Linked DNA regions of Sus scrofa: all the other regions are linked to region 2. Evidence: chromatin contacts called from public Hi-C data. All regions are on one chromosome and are shown on one strand. The core of a region is the stretch at or near the end of the contact, and the rest is flanking DNA. Distances in the headings are between cores, read along the strand shown.

Region 1 (4,768 bases), core at 1,996-4,495, 110 kb before region 2:
ATAACAAATACGTACTTTCCCCCTAATTATAAAGGTTGGCAAGAAAACTTTCAAAAGCAGACTTACTGAGTAGATAAACCAAAGGGAATATATTTACTCTGCATTCCTAAAAGTTGTGAAAGTCTCCTTCTCAAGGTTGGGGCCCCTCGTGGTATTCACTACTTCATGATGATTCAGTTTTTCAATTTTCTAATTTGAATAGTAAGAAAAAACTATCCAAATTCATTGGTAAATACCTTGAAAATGCCCAGATATCTGAAGAGAGGCTAAACAGTTTACTACCTCCCCAAAAAGCCCTTTTGAAATAGATTACTGGTTCCACTGTAGTTCCTGTTTGTGACGCCTAATGACTTTTCACTTACTTTTGCAACCCTATGACTGTCACATCTTATTTTATAAGAATTCCATCACAAAACAGAAAAGTTCCAATTTAAAGTAGTGTAATAATGATTGCCATCCTCAAGAATTCCTAATAATTTCTCAAACTATAGATATACTAGATTGTCCAAGAAGAGTTGTATTTTAAAGAATGCAAAGTGACTTCTCATTTCATTATAACACATTACTTCACTTTAGGAAAAGCATAGGCAATTCTTGATCGATTGAATTAAGCTCATGAGTTGAAACAGACTGTATTACATGCACTTCAGGAACACACTTCAGGATTCTTCTTTTTTTTTCTTTTTGGTTATTCTCTGGCCAGAACATATTTCAGAGTTGTTGTTTTTCCCAACTCACTAAAGAATAACATACTACTACAGAAAATGCTAAGTTTTTATTTCCCTTTAATTCTTGGCCCATTAACACAGTGAAGTTAGTTTGCTGACAAAGAAGAAAAAGTCCACATAGAATATGCTGGAACATTTCCTATAATCAGTAACATAAAAATACTCATGGAGTATAGAAATAATGAAGGGTTTGTGAAAACAGCAAAAACAGGACACAGATGTAAGCAATAGGTCTGGACAACATGCATCCTGGGAAGCAGAAAGCTCACAAAATCACCACAGCGATTAAAAAAAAAAGGCTTATGGAATATAAGATTAGAAAAACAGGAAATGCAAGTCAGTTTTTTGTTTAAAAAAACAAAACAAAACAAAAAAACTCCCAAATCACAAATTACTCAATATTTGTTAAACCAGCTCTAACAAATGCCACTAACTGAACATTAGGAAAATGTCATACATGGGCACAAGTATCTTATAACCTCCTAGAGGGAGCTACAAAGCAAGATGTCATCCCAGGAAATGCAAACTATATATGGAGAAGGGTAGAAAGAACCACTGTGGACAAGAAATGTAAAAGCAATTGCTAACGTGTAGTCTGGGGCTACTATGGGAAGGCATAATATTCACAGAAAAGAAAAGGAGGTCTCAGTTGCAAAATCACCACTGAGGGAGGAAACATGATATTCACTACCTGTAGACATCCAATGGCCATAGGTATACATATATGGAAAAAGGGGAGGTAGTTTACAATATTGAGATCAAATTACCTGGAGGAAAATTTCAGCTGTCAGGGGAAAAAAAAAAAAAAAAAAAAAAAAAAATTCCTGAAGGAAAAGATTATGTCTCCTGCCGGTACCATCAGAAGTTTAAATTAGAACTATGGCAGTAAATGTGGAAATCCCTCCACCCCCATCTAAGCAAGGGCTGAAACCATGGGTTTAGTTTATATGACCTAAAAAGCTGTAAACCTTAAAGCTCTCAGTACAACATGGCTCCCAATACTCCATAGGTGACCAGCAACTGTATTAATGCTAATCCCTTCATCTACATACTGCTTTACAGTTTAGAAAGTGCCTTCACTTTCATTCCTCAACAGCAACCCCTTTGATGGTAGAATCACAGTACTTTCACACAGCTTGTAGTCTGTAAAGTACTTTCACACACTGTGTTATTGTACAGAAGAGACCAAGGAGGTTAAGGAGGAGGAGATGGTAGGTAAGGGGCCTGGACAACCGTGGGACTCTATTCAGTCAATTCAATAGACACTTCTAACCTTTAAAAGTTCAAAGTACAACACTCTAGGGGGAGCAGCCTCATTCAGACAACTATACAGGATAGCACTGAAGAGTCTCAGTGGACCATTTCTGCCTCGATCTCCGTCCCCAAAAACAGGGAAACAGGTAACAGGTCGGAACAAAAGCCTGATCTAGAGTCACGCAGGGAGTGTTGGTGGGACGGACTTGCCCCACTGCACCTGCACTGTACACCCAGAAGTGGCTGAATCCTCTGTTTGGGAGGAAAATCCTTGCCATTCCCGCTTCCCTCTCACTATTCCCCACCCGGGCGTTCCTATGGCTGGTGGTCCTTTCTCCCTGGAACGGCGAGGCAGTCCCCTCTCCCCAGGCCCTTACCCATTTTCCACATCAGGCCTCCGAGGTAGGAGAACCCGTTAGCCCTGGCTCCCAACACCTAACCTCTCTCTGAGGCGACTCTTGAGCCTAAGGCACGTTTAAGTCGCCGGGGGATGATCTGTCTCCCACTCGTGCCGCCCGAACCTCAAACTCCACAAAAAGAAACCCTCCCAAAGCGTTCTCCCATCTACCCCTGGGCACCACAAGAGGAGCACCCCTAAATATCAGGAGCCTACCAGGAGCTACCTGCCTCTCACCTGGATCCCTTTCGCCGCGGCCTCCTCAGAAGGGCGACCCCCAACAACCTCCTCCGGTCGAGAACCCCCTAAAGGGGGAACACCCTCTTCCAGGAACCTCTCCTGGCGCCTTCAGCACGGGCGTCTCTGGAGAACCTCCGGGCTGTTTTCTGGGCTCTGCCCAACGCCACCCACCTCCCAGGCCCCGTCCCGGAGCCTCCTCCGACCCAAGTCTGGTCTCGCCGCCGCACTCAGGCGGCTGTTCTCCCTCACGGACGTCCCCAGCCCTAGGGCTCCCCCCCGCTCCGCGTCCCCAGGGGCTTCCCGGAGCAGCGCGTCTGGGCTGCGGCACTGACTTTCTCCAGCTCCTGGGCCCACCCGAGGGAGGGGGCGGCGGCGGCAGGGCTACTCCTTTGTGACAGGTCCGAGAGAGCGGTAAAGATGGACGCGAGGCCACCGCGCTGCCATTACGTACTGGGCCCACCCCCGCTTCGTACCGCCCGGGCCCTCCCTCAGTCCCCCAGGAAACGCCCCTTCCTCGGTGGCAACCCTCTTCTTAACAGCCAATCATCTTTCAGGGGTGGCATCACGTGCCGTCACGGCCCCGGCCCTCCCCTCCGGCGAGAGCTGGCCAATCCCCTTGCTGAGGTGTGAATGGCCCAATCAAATCTTTCCCGCTAGCATTCCAGGCACCGGATTTCCAGCTGTCTCCTGGGGAGGAGGAGAGGGGCGGATTGGGTTACGCCGCCGGAAGCGGGGCGGAACTTTGTTGTGGCGGTGAGGAACAGGAAGCCCTGAAGGGTCAGAAGAAATATAAAAGCAGAGGCTGTTTTCTTTCGGTTTTTTTCTTTTTCTTTCTCGTAAAGAGCGAGCGGCCTTTGTGGTGGCGGTTTGGGGTGGGCGCCGCCGAGGTGAGGGGGTCTCGCCTCCCGCACGCTGGTAGGTGAGTGCGGCCTGGGCCCTGGCCGGGTAGGAGACCTGGGCTCCAGTCTCCTTGTTGAGGAGATGGGGGGCTGCCTCTGCTGTGAGGTCTAGAGCCAGGCCTGTTCTCAATCTGTATACTCGCCCAGTGTTCTGAGTCACTGGGGCCCGGGACTTGCGGGGCCCAGGCTGAGGGAAGCCGAGGGAGTCCGGCGGGAACGCCTCCAGGTGCTGTGGGGGAGGATCCCTACCCTTTCAAGCGGTCCTGGGACTTTTGGGCCTCTTCCCGGCCCCCCTCTACCTTTTCTACCAAGTGGGGCCACCCCGGTTCCAAGTGAGGAGCCGGCTCTACCCCGAGGTCTTGGAAAGGCTCCAGCCTTCTCGGGAGATGTGGAGGTGCCTAGTTGAAAATGATTGAATCACAGAATCAGTGTAGGATGGGAAACGTTAATTATGTACCATGTACCATTCGCTGTGCTCAGTGCCTTTTCTTCTAATAGAAAACAAACAGGTGTGCTCGTTTTGCGGAAAATTTAGGAAACTAAGACCGAGCGTTGAAGTGACTCATTTGAGAGTTGCTGGTCCATGTGAAAGTCAGCACGCACGGCGGGAAAGAGGGAGACCTATTTGTCCGTAGCACTGGTTCTTAAACTCGTAGAAAACAAGAGGTCTGTATCCCTAAAATACAGATTCTCAACTCCACCTCAGATTGACTGACTCAAGTTTGAGTGGGACCTAGGAAGCCAGGGGCGGGTCTGGTGGTCAGAATCCCCAGTGACTTCTTGGGTACTACCTGTTAGGTAAGATTTGTTGATAATTCAGCTGTGTGACTAATTGATGTGTTAACAAGGACCTCATTAAATGGTTTGAAGGGCACTGCTTCAGAAAATCTTGAGAAGAACTAGTGTGTAGACTCCTTTTTGATTCAAGAAATTAAACTGAGACAAAGGTAGCTTTTATAGCCTTTCAAATAGAGTTTGAGATTAACAGTTTGTAAGGGTCCGAAGGTAGAGGCTGCCCAATTATCTTTCTCACCTGAGGTCTTGGCGCCTTAACTCCCTGGGGAAATCCTTTCTGGCTGTATCAAAGTAAGAATTATGTCAGGAGTTCCCGTCGTGGCGCAGTTGTTAACGAATCCGACTAGGAACCATGAGGTTGCGGGTTCGGTCCCTGCCCTTGCTCAGGGGGTTAACGATCCGGCGTTGCCGTGAGCTGTGGTGTAGGTTGCAGGTGCGGCTCGGATCCCGCGTTG
Region 2 (4,781 bases), core at 734-3,233:
CAGAATCCGAGCTGCAGCTGTGACCTACCCTGCAGCTGTGGCAATGCCAGATCTTTAACCCCCTGCGCTGGGCCGGGGATTGAACCCATACCTCTGCAGCAACCTGAGCTGCTGCAACTGGATTCTTAACCCACTGCACCACAGCTACTCTGCCCCTGAATTTTTAATAAGAATGGCCTCTGGGAGGGCGATCCCTTGACCACCCGTGCACCTAACTTTGCAGGACACCTGTCCCCTGTACCGGTTCTAGCCCCCTAGCAGCTCTGTAAACGCGATTGTGTCATACTTTGCTTCATTTTACCAGTGGAAAAGCCCTCAAGCCCTACGACTGACGAGGCAGGCAAATAGGATGTGGCAGCAGACCAGGAGGGCCCAAGTGTCCACGTTCTTAGTCCCTGGTTCTTTCCATGGAGACAACTACCCGGGTGACCCCTCCCACTCTGGCCAGCTTTGTCACATGCCTGGGGCAGTCCCAGGACTCACTGGGCCCCCTGCCAGAAAGAATGCAATAAAACCACTCCTTTATGTTGGCACCGGCCTCTGCATGCACAGGCCCTGGACTGTTAGCCCATTTTACAGACAAGGACCTGGAGGCTCAGGGAGGAGGAGGGTCTGGGCCTGGGTAGGAGGTGTTTGAACCCAGGTGTCCCACATCTCCCCATCAGGGCTGACCACAAGCAGGCTGCAGCTGCTGGAAGGTTACAACCTGGTTCCTCTCTCCAATTACTGAAGCTGTGGGTGCCCCCATGAAACAGAAAAAGCCCTACCTCCCTCAGTTAACAGTCCACAGTCCTAGGGAAGCAAAAACTAAAGGCGGACAAAGGGCCACTTGGATATTTCTCCCAGATCCTTTGCCCTTGTCACTTCCTCCAGTACATAACAGGGCTGGCGGGGTCGCAGACAGCAAGAACCTCTAACTGGCTACCAAAGCTCCGGGTTCCAGTTCCACCTGTGACCTTGGGCAAATCACAGCCCCCTGTGAAGGAGCCCCTTCCCCAAAGGGGGTGGTTCGACAAGGCTGGGGGATGGGATGCGAAGAGGAAAGTAAGAATCTTCTATTTACAGAGAAGCAGCGCTTCGGGGGAACAGGGACTGGGAAGGAAGAAAGGGCTCTGCTCTTTCTCCACGTTCCCCCCTCCCCCGCCCCAAACACACAGGTGCCAGACAGTTTTTGCAGGGAAAAAAACTAGTTTGCAAACACACTCCGACTTCTGGGAAGCTGCCCAGCTCCACTTCCTCTCCTATTCCCCCTTCGCGAGCTGGGAGCGGGCTCTGGAGCAGTTCCCTGCGGCACCGGGGATGCCCGGGTAGGGAGCGAGGCGAGAGGGCGAGAAGCGGGGCCAGCCCGACCTCAGGACTTCCGAAGCTGCGAAGGTGGCGGGCCTCCACCTTCCTGACGCCCCCAGTTCCTCGGGGGAGGTAGGAGGGTCCCTAAACCATTGGGCTCGGAGCCCCCCCACCCCCGCGCCTCGCCCCCGAGGGCGCCACCATCCTCCAGGCACTATGCCCTCGGTTACCCCACGGTCGGGGCGAAGCCGGAGCGCCCCCGCGTGGCCGGGTCGCAGCTGAGTCATCCAAACGCTGGGGTCGGGGCGCGCGGATGGCTGGGGGCTTTGGGCTGTGCCACCCGGGAGGCGGCACCTAACTTCCTTCCAAGCAGCCGCTGGCGCCAGAAGCCGAGCCCCAAGGCCGAACTTGAGCCCTCGCGCCAGGGCGCCCCGCCCGCCCCTTGCCCGCCGGGGCCCCACTCACCGCGGGTTCCGCGGGCGCTGCCGCCCTCACCGCGTGGCTGCCGCTCCCCGTGCTCCGGGCCACCAGGGCATCCTCGGGTGCTCCCCTGCTCCGCCGGGCCCACGGGCGCGGGACGGGCTCAAGGCGCTGCCCGCGCAGCGGTGGCCAGCTCGCGTGCGCTCCCAGCCGCTCGCGGTCCGGTCCTCCTCCCCGGCCCGCCGGGCGGGCGGCGGCGGCAGCTCGGGCTCCTCCCTCGGCCGAGGGAGGGGGGGGCGTGGGGAGGGAAGTGGGAGGCGGGGCGGGCGCTTCCTGGAGGGGCGAGCTCTCCCACGGGCGGAGCGGGGGCGCTGTCCCGCCCGCCGCCCGCGGCTTGGAGCCCGCCGCTGGCGCGCCTCGGGACTCTGAGCGATCAGAGCCTCGGGGCCCCGAGTATTCGAGGCTGGAATCCGAGGGTCCGAACGTTCCAGGCTAGGACTTCGCGGATCGGTACGCCGCTAGTTCTCACTCTTCCCAGGCTGGCCTCGCCCGAGCCGCCGGCGCCTCCGAGTAGCCTGCACCCGGCTCTCAGGGCCGCCGACGCGGGATGCGAGGGGTGGGCTCAGCCCCGGCCTGCGGGGCCCTAGGACGCCGCCTGCAGCCCCGACTCCAAGGGCTGTCGGGCTCGATGCTGCGCCCTCGAGGGTCTGGTTCTGGGCTATACTGGCAGCACTAGGACCGCTGTTTGCTCCCTCCCCCTCTCCCCCCAGTAGTAAAAGAGGTCGGCGTTTTCTTATTGCCGCTGCGACTGGGAAGATGACACATACGTATTTCTGGGACAGAGCTGATAAGACAGTTCGAACAGTGCCTATAGCGGAGGGCAATTAGGCGGGCCCTTTGTGACCCTGGCGCCGAGTCCGCCCTTCTGCGGCGGCCTTCTTTGCCCTAGACAAGGGAGCAATTCTTCAGAAATTCGCCTGTCGCTGGGCTCCCGTGCTGCAGGCCACTCCGTTTTTATATGCCCGCTCCCTCAGTCCCTCTACCCAATCCAGTGCCTCAGACAGCGGAGCCTCATTTAACCAGATTGTGGGGGACAGAGCTGTCTCTGAGATCTCAGGGCCACGTCCAAAGCCCTTGGCTCCCGGACTGGGCAGCTGGGCATTAACGCGCAGTGCTTGGGTTGTGGGATTTCCGTCAGGCAGGTGAGGGTTAACTGGGAGGCTCACAGCTGCAGCCAGTGAACCTCCCTCCAAGTCTGAGTCACAGGCACTTTGCAGCCTTAGAGGGCGGCTGTTAAACAGCCCCAGGGCTCTGAGCTTTGTTCTCTGCCTGCCTGCCCCCACCTCCCATCCATCCCTCTTTTCTCCAAGCTCTCCCAATCTTTCCTCCACATCAAGTCCTCAGAGCCCTCAGCCCAGCTGTGAGGCCAACCCATCCAGAGGTGTTCTGAGACCCAGCTGCAGCCCCTCTTCCTCCAGGAAGCCTTTCCTGATTGATATGGCCCCCAGAATCCTTCTCCTCTCCTTGCTCCAGAGCAGAAGAGCCAGGCACTGGGACGGACAGTGGTGAACCTAAGCAGAAAGTCCCTCCCCTCAAGTTGCTCACCTCACAGGGCTAAAACCACCACCCCTGCAATCGTAATACAGTATGAAAGGTGCAAAAACTCGAGGCAAGGTGAATCAGAAGACCTGAATCAGCTATGGGAGTCAGCAAGGCTTCCTCTAGAAGAAGGATAAGGTAGTTGGGCCTGCTGTGGGGGGCGGGGGGGAAAGACACCATATCCTTGGCCAAGGGGATGGAGTACAATGGCCAGGGGTCATGGCAATTCCGCTCCTAGGTATCTACCCAAGGACAATGGAAACATACCTCTATACAAAAACTTGTACATGAATGTTGGAGTTCCCATCATGGCTCAGTGGTTAACAAATCCAACTAGGAACCATGAGGTTGCGGGTTCGATCCCTGGCCTTGCTCAGTAGGTTAGGGATCCGGCGTTGCCATGAGCTGTGATGTAGGTGGCAGATGCGGCTCGAATCCCACGTTGATGTGGCTGTGGTGTAGGACAGCGGCTACAGCTCCAATTAGACCCCTAGCCTAGGAACCTCCATATGCTGTGGGAAGTGGCCCTAGAAAAAGGCAAAAAGACAAAACAAAACAAACAAACAAAAACTTGCACATGAATGTTCTTTGCAGCATAATTCAGAATAGCCAAAAAACGGAAAGTTCCGTCAACTAATGAATAGACCACAACTAAGCAAGATGTGGTCTATTCATACAATGGAACATTATTCAGCCACAGAAAGGTATAACATACATATAATATGGATGAACATTGAGACACTATATTAAATGAAAGAAGCCAGTCACAAAAGACCACATGTTGTATGATTCCATTTATACCAATGTCCAAGGGCTCCCGCTGTAGTGCAACGAGATGGGCAGCGTCTTGGGAGCACTGGGTCGAGGGTTCAATCCCCAGCCCAGCACAGTGGGTTAAGGATCCAGTGTTGCCACACCTGTGGATTATTAGTTCGTGCCTGTGGCTTGGATCTGATCCCTGGTCCAAGAGCTCCATATGCTGTGGGGCAGCCAAAAAAAGACAGATGTCCAGACTAGGCAGAGCCACAGAGAAAGCCCATTAGTGCCTGCCTGGGCTTGGGAAGGAAGAAGGGTGAGTGATTGCTCTTGAAATCAGGCTTCTTTGGGGACGATTAAAAATGTTCTAAAATTATAGTGACAGTTACCCAACTGTAGATGTACTCCAAACCATTGATTTGTATACTTTGAGGAGGTGACTCTTATAATATGTGAACTATATCTCAGTAGAGCTTTTTAAAAAAAATTTCAGGGATCAGAGGAGTCCAGAGGTCAGTTGTTTAAGGCCAAGTGTCCTCATCATGGGTTGATTCTGCAAGACTTTGTCTATCTTTGATCCACATACAGTGCAAGGCTGTTGCTGCAAAATGTTGAAGTCTTTCTTTGCCCTGATAAAGGCCTTTCTGTGCACCATTGGGAGGCCTTGAATTTCCCTAAATAGGCTGCTATTAGGGCATGTGTGTGTGTGCACTTGTGCA
Region 3 (4,322 bases), core at 300-2,799, 89 kb before region 2:
TAAAGCATTTTACGGAGAGAGGGACTTAAGGGGAAAAAATTGCTTATGCTTTGGATGTGGATCAAAAATAATATTATTACCACCTCACCACCTGCCCCCCCAAAAGAAAAGTTTGAAGACTTTTCTTCATTTTAAAAGAATAGAAAGTGTTGGGTTTTTGTTTTAATATTATGTGTGGTTTTGTTATTATTTTTTTCCATTTTTGTTGTGTTTTTCAATGTTTAATGTTAAGAATTTTCTTTGGGGAATTCCCACTGTGGTGCAGTGGGATCGGCAGAGTCTCTGCAGTGCTAAGACACAGGTTTGATTCCTGGCCCAGCATAGTGGGTTTAAGGATCCAGTGTTGCTACGGGTGTAGCTTGGATCTGATCCCTGGCCCAGGAATTCTGTTATGCCATCGAGCAGCCAGAAAAAGAAAAAAATTTTTGAGAGTTTCTATCCTGTAACTTTGGACTTGGAGGTAAAAATCTCAGCATGCTTATAGTTTTTGGTATTCTGTTCCTAAAAGATGAAATTTTTATTTCTTTGATTTTTATTCTAAAAAAACGAACAGTATTAGCATATTATCAAAACATTAAAACATTAAATTGATGAAATTCAGTATAGTACTGAGCATTCTGCATAACCTCCATTGATTATGGCAAATACTTAAGATAACTGGTATCCATAAGAATAGAGTTAGTGCCTGAAGAGTGGTTTGAATTAGGATTTCTTAATTTCTGAAACCCGTTACTCCATTGTACAAAGTTACGTAAATAAATAGTTTAAGACCAAATACCCACAGCCCCAGCCCTTTGGGCTGATAATATGTAAAGAGATACGTTGGGCACTAGATGTCACTCTTGTACCGATAAAGCACTACGGCATCTTAAATTTAAGGAATTGCACTGTGTTCCAGTACTTAGCTCTTGACTAATAGGTTGTGAGAGCGCATGAAAGGGAAGGAGGGGAGGGGGCTGGTGGAACAAAAGAAAGTGACAGATCTTGAAAGCCAGAGATTGACATCAAGCATGAAAAATGTTACAAGTGCACTGGTTGTTTTATGCCTTTAAAACAACTTTTTGGTTCTTGTGTTGAAGATATGCAGGGGCTTCTCATTGTCTTGCACCAGTAGAGTAGGAGTTTGTTTTCATGGGATATCTACAGTTGAATGCTACTGATAGTCAGAGGACACTGTAAAATTGGCTTTTACCCTTAGGGGAGCAAAACAGATATATTTATGTTTTCAGGAAAGTCACATTTTTTTCTGTTACATTATTCAAGATCTTTGTTTTCCCCATCAAGCATGATACTGACCATGTCTTTGGTAATAGAACGTTTTCTGGCCATACTCAGATTTTCATTGAGAATCAAAGGGGAAGAGTTTACTTCTCTGTTCTATTTTGGGCTTAATTTGTTCTCTTCCTCTGGCCACCTTCATTTCTTTTAAAATCAGCTGGATTTGATGGGCAGAATCTTTATTTCTGCGGAGGGGAGGGAATTTTTTAAAATAAGTAAGCCGAACGCTACGTGGCAGAGCTCAAGTGCCAGTGGGTTCCAGCTGTCTTCTGTCTCTCGATTTACCATTGTCCTGCTGTAGCTCTTGTTTTTGTTTAGTTTGACCCTTAACCTGTAACTCACAGTAATCTCAACAAGGTTGGAATTTCTCCAGAAAACAAGAAAGAAGTGGAGAAGAAAGTAGCTGTGAAACCCATAGAAACCAAGAACAAGTTCTCCCAGGCGAAACTGTTGGCAGGAGCTGTGAAACATAAGAGGTCAGCCCACATTTAGACAACTCAGATCTCCCTCTGACCGTGTGCTCTGAAATGCCAGAGTAATGGTAGCCGAGCAAAAGGTCACCAAAGCTTAAGTCTTGGTGAAGTTCCTTTACCTCTTTCTCCCCTACCAAATTTGGTGTCTCCTGTAGCCTTTGACTCTTGTCTCTGATGGTTCCTTCAACATAATAGCTTCTCTTCACTGGACACCTGCCATATGCCAGGCATTATGTTAATTTAGCTTTCCATGCATGATCTCTTTTATTCCTCTCAGCCAGTCTTTGAAGCACAAGTTGTTATTATCAGACGAAGAGACTGAGAATCTCAGAGGTTGAGAACCTTTTTGTCCAAGGTCACAAAGTAATGGGAAAGGTGGAGTTCAGTATTTGAGTATCTATGTTTCTAGGGGAAACAAGGCAGCACGTTCTAGGAAGGATTTATATAGGGCGTAGTGAGAGCAGGGAGGAGGAAACCCGGAACTCTCCCTGGAGAGGATACGTGTGCTCATATTGGGGAAAGGCTTTAGAAAGGAAAGTTTGATTAGGTAGGATGACTGGGGCTTAGAGAGGCAGATGGGGAGAGCAGAGCATCCCAGGCAGGGGCAGAGCTGCCGCAAAGGCACTGTGGCCTGTAAGAACATGGTAGCTTTGACAAGGGTACACACCAGGCTGGGGCTCTGCTTAATTGATGTGGGGTGGCAGCACTGCCTAGATGTTTTGGTAAGTTCTTTGTTATGTTTGTTTCTCCCTTTCCAAATCCTGAAATGGCACCAAAGTGATTCAATCTGGTGATTTCAATTTGATTGACCTTCTTTACTGCAGGCAAAATGATGTTAAGGTTTAAGTGCAGTCTATTAGGAAAATCATGTATTTTGGCGACCAGCCACATGTTTTGAAGGGAGTGCCCTGATGCAGTTCTGTGGTTTGGCACACCATCCCTCTGCTGATGTTCCTAGGAGCGTTGTTTATGTGTAAAAATGTTGTCACAGTATAACAGCAAACGGGAGGGTATCAGTGGCCTGGAAGGGGCCAGTTACCCAAGGCATGAATTATTCCTTTCAAGTTTTCATACAAGCTCTCTTGCCTGGCCCGGCATCTTTAAGGATTTGGACCTGGGTTCGTTTTACTGGACTGTACTGAGAATGGGTTCTGTAGAAGGCATTTAGCTACCTCTCAACCGTGTCTTGCTGCTAGCAGAATGGGTGTTAAATAAGTATCTTTCTTGCTTAGTCCTTAGATCACTTTTTATTGGATCGTCCTTTATTGTTGTTTTGTGTAACAAGGTGATAAATTAGTCTCCTGGGGCAGGAGTTCCTAATCGACCCAGCCTCGGGTTTATTAGAATCACCTGGAAGTTTGTTACTGCTGTGCCTCATACTGATTCTGGCTCAGTAAGTTTGGAGTGAGGTCCACGAGTTTAATTTTTAAAGTTCCATGGATGATTCTGGTGCTTGGTGAAAGTCTGATGCCTGGTGTGTGTGTTGTGAAGCATAATAATAAAACAGGCACCTGGGAACCTATCACTGAACTCAAGACCCAGAGCATTGAGAACGACACTGGGTCAGCCTTCTGTGCTCGTCTCCTTTCTGTGTCCCTGCCTTGCCATCCCTACGCCACTTTCCCAGATCTAGTTTATCATTCTTTTGACTTTCTTTACTTTCTGTAGTTTGGGGTTTTTTTTTTTTTGGCTACCTGTATAGGTATCCATAAACAATAAATTAGTGTGCTTGTTTTTGAACTTTATAAAAATGATTTTCATTATATACACAACCTTTTATTTGATTTTTCATTCATTGTTTATGTGTCGGAAACAATTGTGTGTGTGTGTGTGTGTAGAGCTGTAATTTATTTACTTTCACTGCTGTATAACAGTGTGTTATCTGAGATACCAGAATTGGTTAGTCTTCTGTGGATGAATGTTTGAATTATGACAGGTGGTGCTAATAGGTCAAGGACATGTTTTGTTACATATGTGCATATATTTCTCTAGAGCTGTGTACAATATGGTAGCCCCTGGCCCCCTGTGGCTATCTATTTTTATTTATTTATTTATTTATTGCTTTTTAGGGCTGTTCCCAGGGCATATGGAAGTTCCCAGACTAGGGGTCTAATCGAAGCTACAGCTTCTGGCCTACATCACAGCTATAGCAACGCCAGATCTGAGCCGCATCTGTGACCTGCACCACAGCTCACAGCAACACTGGAACCTTAACCGCACTGAGCGAGGCCAGGGATTGAACTTACAACCTCGTGGTTCCTAGTTGGATTTGTTTTCCGCTGTACCACAAAGGGAACTCCACACCTGTGGCTATCTAAATTTAAATTGATCAAAACTAAATGGGAAGTTCCCTGGTGTCCTAGGGAGGATTCCTGGTTAAAGATCTGGTGGTGTCACTGCTGTGGCACAGGTTTGATGCCTGACCCAGAAACTTCTTCATGCCATCGTTGTGGCCAAAAATAAAATTTAAATAAATAAATAAATAAATAAAAGTAAATGAAATTTAAAAACCAGTTCTCTGGCCACACTAGTCACATTTTAACTGTTACATGGCTGCATGTGGCTAGTTGC

What was found. Hi-C and Micro-C count contacts between places; a contact is called where the count stands out from the background.
Region 1: a contact with region 2 is called in a Hi-C map of brain, with 6 times the contacts expected there. The contact joins the promoter of FAM192A here to the promoter of CPNE2 in region 2. A contact is called at or near these places in 2 of 5 promoter capture datasets (fetal skeletal muscle and liver), 4 of 47 Hi-C or Micro-C datasets (brain, embryonic fibroblasts, liver and 1 more) and 2 of 2 datasets of contacts at active chromatin or transcription factors (alveolar macrophages and skeletal muscle).
Region 3: a Hi-C map of skeletal muscle shows a contact between it and region 2, with 5 times the contacts expected there. The contact joins the enhancer-like site here to the promoter of CPNE2 in region 2. A contact is called at or near these places in 3 of 5 promoter capture datasets (fetal liver, fetal skeletal muscle and liver), 27 of 47 Hi-C or Micro-C datasets (adipose tissue, alveolar macrophages, blood and 16 more) and 1 of 2 datasets of contacts at active chromatin or transcription factors (skeletal muscle).

What each region holds. Positions count from the first base shown.
Region 1 is chr6:19,152,765-19,157,532 of Sscrofa11.1, reverse strand. It overlaps FAM192A (protein FAM192A), which reads left to right and starts at 3,245. Exons shown (of 7, transcript XM_021093905.1): 1 at 3,245-3,372. It overlaps RSPRY1 (RING finger and SPRY domain-containing protein 1), which reads right to left and starts at 3,120. Exons shown (of 15, transcript XM_021093906.1): 1 at 2,617-3,120.
Region 2 is chr6:19,043,997-19,048,777 of Sscrofa11.1, reverse strand. CPNE2 (copine-2) reads right to left here and starts at 1,983. Exons shown (of 16, transcript XM_021093901.1): 1 at 1,753-1,983.
Region 3 is chr6:19,133,013-19,137,334 of Sscrofa11.1, reverse strand. FAM192A (protein FAM192A) reads left to right here. Exons shown (of 7, transcript XM_021093905.1): 5 at 1,621-1,754. Among named protein-coding and RNA genes, the nearest start is that of FAM192A, 19 kb to the left of the region's middle. Within about 2 kb of position 1,549, at least 2 of the 83 cell types and tissues checked have an H3K27ac peak or open chromatin away from gene starts, as enhancers often do. A contact at or near this core is called in skeletal muscle, where this site is marked.